Linked DNA regions of Macaca mulatta: region 2 is linked to region 1. A link is a contact called in public Hi-C data. All regions are on one chromosome and are shown on one strand. Each heading gives the region's core, a stretch centred on a gene start, on an enhancer-like site or on the middle of the called end of the contact. The rest is flanking DNA. Distances are from core to core; before and after follow the strand shown. Region 1 holds the start of PCNX3 (pecanex 3). Region 2 holds the start of ZNRD2 (zinc ribbon domain containing 2).

Evidence for each region. Hi-C and Micro-C count contacts between places; a contact is called where the count stands out from the background.
Region 2: a contact with region 1 is called in a Hi-C map of cortical neurons, with 2.7 times the contacts expected there. The contact joins the promoter of ZNRD2 here to the promoter of PCNX3 in region 1. A contact is called at or near these places in 3 of 14 Hi-C or Micro-C datasets (blood, cortical neurons and liver).

The regions. Positions count from the first base shown.
Region 1 is chr14:8,774,786-8,780,128 of T2T-MMU8v2.0, reverse strand. PCNX3 (pecanex 3) reads left to right here and starts at 2,799. Exons shown (of 33, transcript XM_077962142.1): 1 at 2,799-3,477; 2 at 3,835-4,022; 3 at 4,257-4,356; 4 at 4,479-4,518; 5 at 4,620-4,715; 6 at 4,949-5,343. The coding sequence starts at 3,325. It overlaps MAP3K11 (mitogen-activated protein kinase kinase kinase 11), which reads right to left and starts at 1,252. Exons shown (of 10, transcript NM_001257468.1): 1 at 22-1,252. The coding sequence starts at 760.
Region 2 is chr14:8,820,776-8,826,034 of T2T-MMU8v2.0, reverse strand. It overlaps ZNRD2 (zinc ribbon domain containing 2), which reads left to right and starts at 2,672. Exons shown (of 4, transcript XM_015113792.3): 1 at 2,672-2,723; 2 at 2,817-2,968; 3 at 3,099-3,183; 4 at 3,603-3,978. The coding sequence starts at 2,705. The coding sequence ends at 3,946. It overlaps FAM89B (family with sequence similarity 89 member B), which reads left to right and starts at 4,576. Exons shown (of 2, transcript NM_001194782.2): 1 at 4,576-5,179. The coding sequence starts at 4,889.

The DNA.
Region 1 (5,343 bases), core at 1,550-4,049:
ACCAGGCCGCCAGAAACTCACTGTTGTTGGACTTGAGGTCGCGATGGATGACGGGCACCAGGGCCTCGCAGTGCAGGTAGTGCATCCCACGGGCAATCTGCACAGCCCAGTTAACCAGCACATGGGGAGGCACGCGCCGCCCTGCCAGAGCTCGGCTGAGGGGTCCACCAGCTGCATACTCCATCACCAGGCACAGGTTGGGCTCCTCCAGGCACACAGCCTTGAGGGCAATGATGTTGGGGTGTGCTAGCATGGCGAAGAGCCGGGCCTCCTGGCGAACACTCTCAGCTGTCACACTGATGTCCTCATCGGGGTCCTGGCGAGCTGCCTTCACAGCCACCAGCTCACCTCGCCAGCTGCCCCGGTACACCTTGCCGAAGCCTCCAATGCCGATCACCTCCTCCAGCCGCAGCTCCTGGAAGCTGGCCACCTCGCAGGGGGGCGGGCCGCCACCCCGAGACACATAGTTGGATGGGAAGATGCCCACCTGGCCACCCACCTGGCCTGCCCACCAGCCCTCGTCTCCTGAGATGGCTGCGTCCCGGGACAGCACCTCCACACGGTCACCCTTCCTCAGGGCCAGCTCGTCCTGCCCACTGGGCTCGTAGTCGAACAGGGCTGTCCACACCGGGTTGGCATAACCCGCTGCCTTTGGAGACCCCTCAGGCCGGCCTCCTCCACTGCCCCCACCACCCCCGCTGCCACTGCCATTCCATGACCCTAGAGGGCTCTTGAGGAAGAGGCTCTTCAAGGGCTCCATGGCCGGGAGCCGGCGTTGGGATGTGTGGAGGACCTTCTCTGGGTGCCCGTGGTCCCCACCCCCGCTGGCTGCCAAGGCCCTAGTCCCGGAACCTGGGCATCCGGGCCCTGGCCCTCAGCCCCAGACCCACGCCTCTCTGGGGAGCCAGGAGTGTCGCCTCCCGGCCCCCCGCATCTCGGGCTTCTGGAGGAGGGCACCCAGGGCAGTGTGGTCAGGCCGGGGGGGTGGGGCCCCGGGGCCTCCGACGCCTCACCATGGCTAGCTTGGAGGGGCCCGAGCTTCCCTCGGTCCTGGAGCAGTCCTGGGAGCCTGGCTCCGGCCCCCGCCAAGCGTAAGGTGGGGCCTCCAGGGGCAGCGCCTCAACTCCGGTTGGGTCTTTTTGCGCGGGGGTGGAGGGAGCGTCCACAGTTGGGCCCAGACTGCCTGTTCCTGTCCCCGGCTCCTTTGGTCCCGACGGCTCCGACCCCGCTCCCTTCTTCCTCCTCCCTTTGTACTTTGGCCTCGGGGGCGGGAGGCAGAGGTGGAGGGTGGAGTTTCACTTTTTTCCGCTCTTCTCCCTCCTGCAGGAAACAGCATCAGATGACGCGGGCGGCCTGCACCGCTCCCCTCCCAGAGGCTCCAGCAGGGGAGTTCCCGGGTAGGCGGGCCAGGAGAGGCAGAGGAGGGAAAGGGCAGAACCAGATTCCCCATCACAGCAGGCTTTGAGATATAGAAAGAAAAGCCTCCAGCTGCGTGCTCTGCTGGCCAGGGTGCAGGTTGGTCTCTGCTAAGGATGGGCCATCTCTGTCCTCTGCATCCGCACTGGCGTCAGCAAAACGGGGTTACAGAACCACACTTGGGAAGGGGGTGAACCCAAGTCTGGTGTTGGCTGCGAAGTTGTGGGACTGTGCGATCCATCCATTCTGAGCCTCATTATTTTCCTTCTTTCTTTCTTTTTTCTTTTTTTGAGACGGAGTCCTTTCTCTGTCACCCAGGCTGGTATGCAATGGCGCAGTCTAAGCTCACTGCAACCTCTGCCTCCCGGGTTCAAGCGATTCTCCTGCCTCAGCCTCCCGAGTAGCTGGGACTACCGGCGCGTGGCACCACGGCCGGCTAATTTTTGTATTTTTGGTAGAGACGGGTTTCACCACGTTGACCATGCTGGTCTCAAACCCCTGACCTCGTGATCCGCCCGCCTCGACCTCCCAAAGTGCTGGGATTACAGGCGTGAGCCACCGCGCCCGGCCATTCTTTTCATATATGATATGAGTACAAGAAAGCTCTGCCTCGCAGAGCTAGTGGGATGGGGTGGGGAAGACTGGAGGACAGACGGAACTGGCTGCACCTCAAGCTCTTGGAGTGGATTGTCTAAGGTTCTGCTCTTCTCCTCACCTGGGAAACAATCCGCTTCTTCATATCCCTTCCCCATTGGCAGAATCCTGAGACTTGTCCAGAACTTTGCCCACGATTGGATTCAGAATAGCTGAGTCGCCCTCAGAACCTCTGGATAGGGCTGCCCCAATTGCTTTAAGCCTGTCACTTTAAGAAAGACGACGCTATCCTTTTTCGACTATTCCTGCCTGTTCCGGAAGGTTGTTCTCTACACCCTAGGTCTGAGCTCTGACCCGGAAGTAGACGCCGCTGGGAGCCGAGAAACGATCAGGACGTAGGAGGTCCAGCATTAAAGGGGGCGGACCGAGAGGGGCGTGCTTCGGTAGTGCAGAACACTCGCTGCAACTAGGGGATTCCACGCCTCCATCTTTTCCCCGTCTCCTGTAACTCATTGGAAGAGCTGTGCGCCAATTACTTTGCCGTTACCCAATGGCTACTCAACTGTCTCTTTGGTTCCGCCCAGTCGTCTACCCTGGGTTGGCGACGCCTGGGTGTACGCATGCGCCCAAACGCTTTTGCGCATGTACTTGCTTTAGTTCTGGACTCTGCGCACGCACAAATGGCACCCCTCGCGTCCTACCGCGCCACCACCTCTCTGCGCTTGCGCATTCATGCCGTCAAGTTTTCCTTTTCCGGGTCTCAATTGGAACCGTTGGACGCATGCGCCACTGAAGGCTGGCGGCTCGCGGCTCCTTCTTCCGGCCTCTTCCTTAGGCCGGCACCGGCAGAAGCCGGGCGAGCGCGGAGCCCCAAGCGAGTGACCTGCGACCCCGGAAGTGGACCCCAGATCCTGGGGTTCTCCCTGGTCCGGAGACTAGAGAGCTGTCGCCTGCACCCCGGGAGCATCCACCCCACGCCCACCTCTGGATGCCGCCGACGGGTGCCCGGCCCGTGCCCCGCGCCTGCCTGACGGCTCGGCCCCTCGGAGCAATTCTGGGCCACGAGTGGGGACGCGGACCCCGCCCCTGATGCAGCCCCACCCCCGCGTCTGGGCCTTGCACCGCTGACTGTCCCGGTCGGCCCCGCCCCCTGCCCGCACCCTCGCGCGGCCGAGCCCCCCTCCCCCGCTGGGGGAGGCCATGGCGTGAGCGTGAGGCCGGGCCCCGGGGCCCTCAGGCGCCAGACGGGGCATGGGCCGGGGGCCGCCCCCATGAGGGTCCCGGGAGTGGGGCGCGCGCAGCAGCGGCGGGGCCATGGGGTCGCAGGTGTTGCAGATCCTGCGCCAGGGGGTGTGGGCCTCGCTCACCGGCGGTTGGTTCTTCGACCCGCACCAGAGCACCTTCTCCAACTGCTTCCACCTCTATGTCTGGATCTTCCTGCTCATCTTTCCCTTCTTGCTGTACATGGTGAGACGCCACGGCCACCTGTAACTCCAGCCGGGAGAGGGAGGGCAGCCTGGCAGGGATTCGGGGCCGTGCCCTGGGCTCTGGGACGTGGAGAGAGAGGAATTACTGCAGAGTTTGGGTCTGCGTGGAAGAGGCCAAAGTCTACCTTTCTTGGATCGAGTGACCTTGAACCCCACACTTAATGTTATCCAGCTAAATAGAAGACAGAGCTCGTTGCCAAGGGCTGTGTAGTGGTTGTGTGCAGAGGTGATGAAGTTTTCTAGTGAGTCTGTGAATCCTAGCTATGGCGACGATGGCAGCTACGTCCTGTAGTGGCAAGGCTTTGTGAAAAGAGACCTGGTTTACTTTCATCTTCAGGTCCTGCCTCCCAGCTTGATGGTGGCCGGCGTGTACTGCCTCGTGGTGGCTGTCATCTTTGCTGCCATCAAGACCGTCAACTATCGGCTGCATGCCATGTTTGACCAGGGCGAGATCGTGGAGAAGCGCAGCTCTACCATGGGGGAGCTGGAGGAAGAGCCTGCCCAGGGGGACAGCAATCCGCCCAGGTGGGTGGGGTAGGGACTGTGCTGGGGATTGAGGGGTTTTGGTGCCTGGGCCTGAACCTTGCAGGGTGGAGTAGGGACTTAGGGAACATTGGCTCTCTGAGTGAATGTGAACACTTGTCTTGTGTTAGCCTAGGAATTGTAAAGTGACTTCTGAAGAAGAAGCAGTGACAAAGATGGAAGTAGCATACACAGAGGAGAGGTTAGCTCAAAGCTGCTGTTCTTTTTCACTGCCAGGGACCCCGGAGTGGAGATGACAGTGTTCCGGAAAGTCAGTTCCACACCCCCAGTGCGCTGCAGCTCCCAGCACTCTGTGTTTGGCTTCAACCAGGTCTCGGTGAGTGGGCCTGGACTTCAGCTTGTCCTGCTGTTCCTCCGCGAGCCAGTCCCTACTGTGGGTGCGTCCTGAGCCTACTTCTTGCCTTGTTTGCTCCTTCACGCCTCTCTCTGTCTACTCAGGAGCTGCTGCCCCGAATGGAGGACTCTGGGCCCCTGAGAGGTAGGTGGCTGCTCTTTAGGGTTGGAGCATAGTGCTGTGGAACAGGGGCTGGCATGCTGTGCCAGGGGGTCCTGCTGACACCTCTGGGGCCGTGGTTGCAGACATCAAGGAGCTGGTGCGGGAGCAGGGCAGCAACAATGTGATCGTGACCTCTGCTGACCGAGAGATGCTGAAGCTCAGCTCGCAGGAGAAACTGAGTGCGTGGGCCTTATGGGGCTGAGGCTTGTGGGCTAGACCAGCTGTTTTGTCATTGAATCCCCTCAACTTTGGCTCCATCCTGGGTCTCCTCTGTATTCCTCTGTGGGACCTCCCCAGTGTGCTGCTGTGGCTGGGCTCTCAGGAAAAGTACAGGGCATAAGAGCCCCCTTACCACCAGTTCCTTTTGCAGAAAACCCTTTTTCTCATTTTCTGTCTCCCGTTCTTCTGGCAGTTGGAGACCTTCCCCAGACGCCTCCAGGGGCTGTCCCAGACCCCTCTCTTCCCAGTACAGACTCTTCAGAGCCTTCTCCTCTGGCTGGAGATGGAGCGCCCTGGAGTGGGAGCAGCATGGCTGACACTCCCATGAGCCCCCTCCTGAAGGGGAGCCTCAGCCAGGAGCTGAGCAAGAGCTTCCTGACCCTGACCCGGCCTGACCGGGCCCTGGTGAGGACCAGCAGTCGACGGGAGCAACGCAGGGGGGCAGGTGGCTATCAGCCCCTTGACCGGCGGGGCTCAGGGGAGCCCACGCCCCAGAAAGCGGGCTCCTCAGACTCTTGCTTCAGCGGCACTGATAGGGAGACATTGAGCAGCTTCAAGAGTGAGAAGACCAACTCCACCCATCTGGAC
Region 2 (5,259 bases), core at 1,423-3,922, 46 kb before region 1:
CAGAGTGCTGGGATTATAGGCCTGAGCCACCGTACCTGGTCTACTGTCCCTGTTTTACAGATGAGAAATTGAAGTCCAGAGTGATGAAGTAAATTACTCCAGGTGATATAGTAAATAGCGGATCCAGGATCAAACCCAGTCCTGCCTCATTCCAGTTCTGTGTCTTGTCTACCCTACAGTGGAACTTAAGATGGTGAGGAGCCCTGAGAGGAGAAAAGTGGCAAGAATCTTCTTGAGCAGTGAGAGAAGAGGGATGCAGGGAGGATGGGAGATGGGTGTGCATCTCTGTATGTGTTGTCTGGATGTGGGGGGCCAAGGCCAGATTTGTAGGACCCTGGAGACCATAACAAGGACTTTGGATTTTGTCTAAGTATGATGGGGAGATGCCAGATTTTTTTTTTTTTTTTTGAGACAGAGTCTCACTCTGTTGCCCAGGCTGGAGTGTAGTCGTGTGCTCTCGGCTCACTTCTGCCTCAAGCAATTCTCCTGCCTCAGCCTCCCAAGTAGCTGGGATTACAGGCGCCCGCCACCACACCTGGCTAATTTTTGTATTTTTAGTAGAGATGGGGTTTCACTATGTTGGCCAGGCTGGTCTCGAACTCCTGAACTCAAGTGATCTGCCTGCCTCGGCCTCCAAAGTGCTGGGGTTACAGGCGTGAGCCACCATTCCCAGCAACCAGATGGTTTTTAGTACAAGAATGACACTGTATTTTAAAAGAATTATTCAGTTTCCTGCTTATATGGGGATAATACCCCATATAAGGTTATCATGAGGAGTAAATTGGAGAGATTAAGTGAGAGGACTCATATAAGGGTCTTTGTAGGTGCGAGGCAGAATAGACAGTTGAGTGGTTATCGGCCATAATGGTGACATAGTCGGCGCACTGAGGAATTCAGGGTAGGGCTGGGAGCTGGAGACAGTAATAACCTGGGGGTCTATGCGTCCAAGAGATGGTATAGAGATAGTTCCTCTAGTCAGCCTAAGGCTGGGTGCACTTCACTGTAATCCCAGCACTTTGGGAGGCTGAGGTGGGAGGATCAGTTGAGTCCAGGACTTGGAGACCAGCGAAACCCAATTGCTACAAAAAATACAAACAAAACAAACACACAAAAAACGGTGGCTCTAGTGCCTGATAGAAACGACTTGGGGTACAGGCCCTAAGTCAGGTACGCTGCTGCCCAAGAGCCTGACTGGTAGATGGAGATGCCAAAGGGGCACAGGGCTCTCTAGGTAAGCAGGAGGCAGCAAGAATGACAGTTCCAGGGGTTTTACGTGGAAGGAAGAGGAGGCCAGCAGGAGGGGACTTCAGGTCAGATTGAGGAGGCATGTGCCATCCGGAGGAGGAGACTGTCGATGTAATTATGAAAGTCCAAGTCCTGGCCGGGCGCGGTGGCTCAAGCCTGTAATCCCAGCACTTTGGGAGGCCGAGGCGGCTGGATCACGAGGTCAGGAGATCGAGACTATCCTGGCTAACATGGTGAAACCCCGTCTCTACTAAAAATACAAAAAACTAGCCGGGCGTGGTGGCGGGCGCCTGTAGTCTCAGCTACTTGGGAGGCTGAGGCGGGAGAATGGCGTGAACCCGGGAGGCGGAGCTTGCAGTGAGCCGAGATCACGCCACTGCACTCCAGCCTGGGAGACACAGCGAGACTCCGTCTCAAAAAAAAAAAAAAAAAAAAAAAAAAGAAAGTCCAAGTCCTAGCTGCTTTTCCATTGCCCTGGTGTACAACCTCAGGCCCTGCAGACTGCACATCTGAGGACCCCTGCCTGCCCTGTCTGGCTTCTCTGAATCTAATAAGGGAGAGGATGCATATGGAAAAAGAACACGGAACAGAGAGAGAGAGAGAAAAAAAAAGCACCAAGGTCCAAGTTCAGAGAGCCCTGGTAATTTTAACTTGCAACTCACCTAAGAAGAGCCTAACGGTCGCAAGAGTATGTAGGAAGGACCCAACCCGACCCTGCCCAGTACGCAGCACCCAAGGGCGGCTGGAAGCGCAATGCGCGTGCTGAGTACAGCGCTATTCAGTCCGCAGGCTTTTTGAGGATTTCAATTTCAAAGAACGGTCGGTTTCGGGGCGGACTTTGCTTCAGTCCCAGGCCTTGGGAAGCAGCGGGGTGACAGACTGGGACACCAAGCATGCAGAAGGGGAGGGGTCTTGAAATAGACGGAATGCGAGAAGGCTCCCCTCCTGGCCAGCCTTGCTGGGCGAAGTGAGAAGCACTGAGGCCTGAGGAAGCTCCACGAATGCGCAAAGGGCCGCTCGCTGTGATTACTCGGGTGGCGATGTTCGTGATGATGCCGCTGCCCCGCCTGCGCCGAAAGGGAAACCCCAGGGGAGGCGGAGGCCAGCGGGGATTTCTCAAGCCAGCTGGTCCCCTTCATCCACGACGGAAAGGAAGGGCGACCTCCCGAGGCCACTTTCAGGTCTTGCGACCGGAGCAGAGCTACCACGGAGACGCTCCTCCCGAGGCCTCACGCGTCGGAAGGTTAACGTCCCCTGGATTCCGGCTGACTGACGCGTCCCCTGGGCAGGTTCTCGGTAGCAGCCGACACGCCCCACTCCGGGCACAGCGAGATCTGAGGACCACGCTGAGGCGTCATTTCCGCCCTGAATCTTGGGCGCTACAGAAGGGGCGGAGCCGCAGCGGAGGGCGCGCCGCTTTGACGTCACTTCCGGTGAGCCCGGCAGCGACAACGGCGACATGGCCCTCAACGGAGCCGGTGAGGACTTGGGCGGCAGGGGCTTGTGGCTGTGAGGTACGGGAGGCAGCCCGCTCCGGCAAGACCCCCAGTCCCTATGCTTCTCTTCCCCAGAAGTCGACGACTTCTCCTGGGAGCCCCCGACTGAGGCGGAGACGAAGGTGCTGCAGGCGCGACGGGAGCGGCAAGATCGCATCTCCCGGCTCATGGGCGACTATCTGCTGCGCGGTTACCGCATGCTGGGCGAGACGTGCGCGGACTGCGGGGTGAGGCGAGACTCGGGCGAGTCAGCAGGGATGGGTCTGCGGGTCGGGCCACTCAGCCCTTCCTCAGTCCTCCCCTCTGGACTCCATCGCCGGCGTCTCATTCCGGCCCCATGTTCTTTTTGGTCCGTAGACGATTCTCCTCCAAGACAAACAGCGGAAAATCTACTGCGTGGCTTGTCAGGAACTCGACTCAGACGTGGATAAAGATAATCCCGGTGAGGGTAAAAAATAATCCGGGAGAGGGGCCGGATGTGCTTAGGGGGGAAGCGTGGTAAGTGGTGATAGAGGCCCGAGAACAGTAGGCCTGGGGGGCGACAGTGGAGTCTCTGGGTGGGGCAGAGGTAAAATGATTTCTCCTTTAGGCTCTAAAGAGGACCATTAACTCAATAAGAGAACTAAGCACCTCCTGTGTGCCAGCCACTGCGCGAGAGTCTGAGCTCAATCAGGCCCAGTACTGATGGAGAGTTGAAGCTAAGGCATAAATGTGATACAAAGTAGAAAGTGGATGAATTGCCTTATAGAGGGACAGGGAAAACACTTCAAGCACAGAAAGAGCAGAGCAGGAAAGGAGATGGCTCACGGCTGAGGTGGGCCAGGCATCCTGACCATTCTACCCACTTTCTCCTCTTTTTAGCTCTGAATGCCCAGGCTGCCCTCTCCCAAGCTCGGGAGCACCAGCTGGCCTCTGCCTCAGAGCTCCCCTTGGGCTCTCGACCTGTGCCGCAGCCCCCAGTACCTCGTCCGGAGCACTGTGAGGGAGCTGCAGCAGGACTCAAGGCAGCCCAGGGGCCACCCACTCCTGCTGTGCCTCCAAATACAGATGTCATGGCCTGCACACAGACAGCCCTCTTGCAGAAGCTGACCTGGGCCTCTGCTGAACTAGGCTCTAGCACCTCCCTGGAGACTAGCATCCAGCTGTGTGGCCTTATCCGCGCATGTGCGGAGGCCCTGCGCAGCCTGCAGCAGCTGCAGCACTAAGAGAAGCCCCTGAGAAAAACCCTCTAGAAAAACAGCTGTTCCTCTGTGTGGTTTATTCTTTTCCTGGTTCCGAGTGTGCATGCCAGCCCCAGCTGCACTCACGTTTTTCCTACTTTTGGCCTCTCACCTCTCCACTCTCTGCTCTCCTTGACGCCCTGAGATGAGTTGAACTTGTTTCTGCTCAGTTTCCCGTCAGGATGCGGGAGTAGGTAGATGACTATGTGATGCACCTTTTCTAAGGAAGAGGTGATAGCCTTTTCAAAGGTAGCAGCCAGAGGGGTGGACCCTAGCCTTGTGTCTGACAGCACATCTGCAGCCTCCTCCGCCATCCGGTGCCCATTCCCCACCTGGAAGTGAGATTTTGGGTTCCAATCCCCTTGATAGATTCCGCTCCTTTCCCTGAGCATCCTGACCCTATCAGCCTATTCCATCTCATGGCCACCCCAGGTACTCAGCGACAGGAGTTTGTGGTGACCTCAGCGTCAGGTGGCACGTTAGGCACCAACTGTGGACTTGCCAGTCTCCTGATTCCACTGTTAGATCATTTTTCTTGGGAGGGTAATGGGCAGAACACAGTGTGTGTGGGGGCGGGGCGCGGCGGGCAGACGGGGTAGCGAAAAGAACCACGAAGAAACCACGCCTGCCCCCTTCGGCCTTTTTCCCCCTCCGCCGCATTTTTCCAACTCCCCTTGAGTGAGTGGGTGCCCCGCTGTCTTTTTCTCAGCTTTACGCGACGTGGTCCCACAGCCGTTGCCTTTTTAAGAGAGGCCCGGCCCATGCGGAGGGGGTGGGGCAGAGGCGGAGTCTGAGGAGCTGAGGAAGGAACAAAGCGCGGCCTGCGGGCGGCGGCTGGGCTCCGGCGGGGCCGCGGGGTGCGGGGCCTGCGGGCAGCGTCCCGGGCGGAGTGTTGGGGAGAAGGAGGTGGCATCGCCGTCCGTGGCCATGAACGGGCTGCCCTCGGCAGAGGCGCCGGGCGGGGCAAGCTGCGCCTTGGCCGGGCTCCCACCGCTGCCGCGCGGCCTCAGCGGCCTCCTTAATGCGAGCGGGGGCTCGTGGCGGGAGCTGGAGCGCGTCTACAGCCAGCGCAGCCGCATCCACGACGAGCTGAGCCGCGCCGCCCGCGCCCCGGACGGGCCCCGCCACGCCGCCGGCGCCGCCAACGCGGGACCCGCAGCCGGCCCGCGTCGTCCTGTCAACCTCGACTCGGCGCTGGCCGCGCTGCGCAAGGAGATGGTAAGTGGGTGGGCGCCGGGCCAGCTGGGCGGGGGGCTGATGCGGAACGCAGGGGACTGGGACAGGCGATCTGGGTCTCA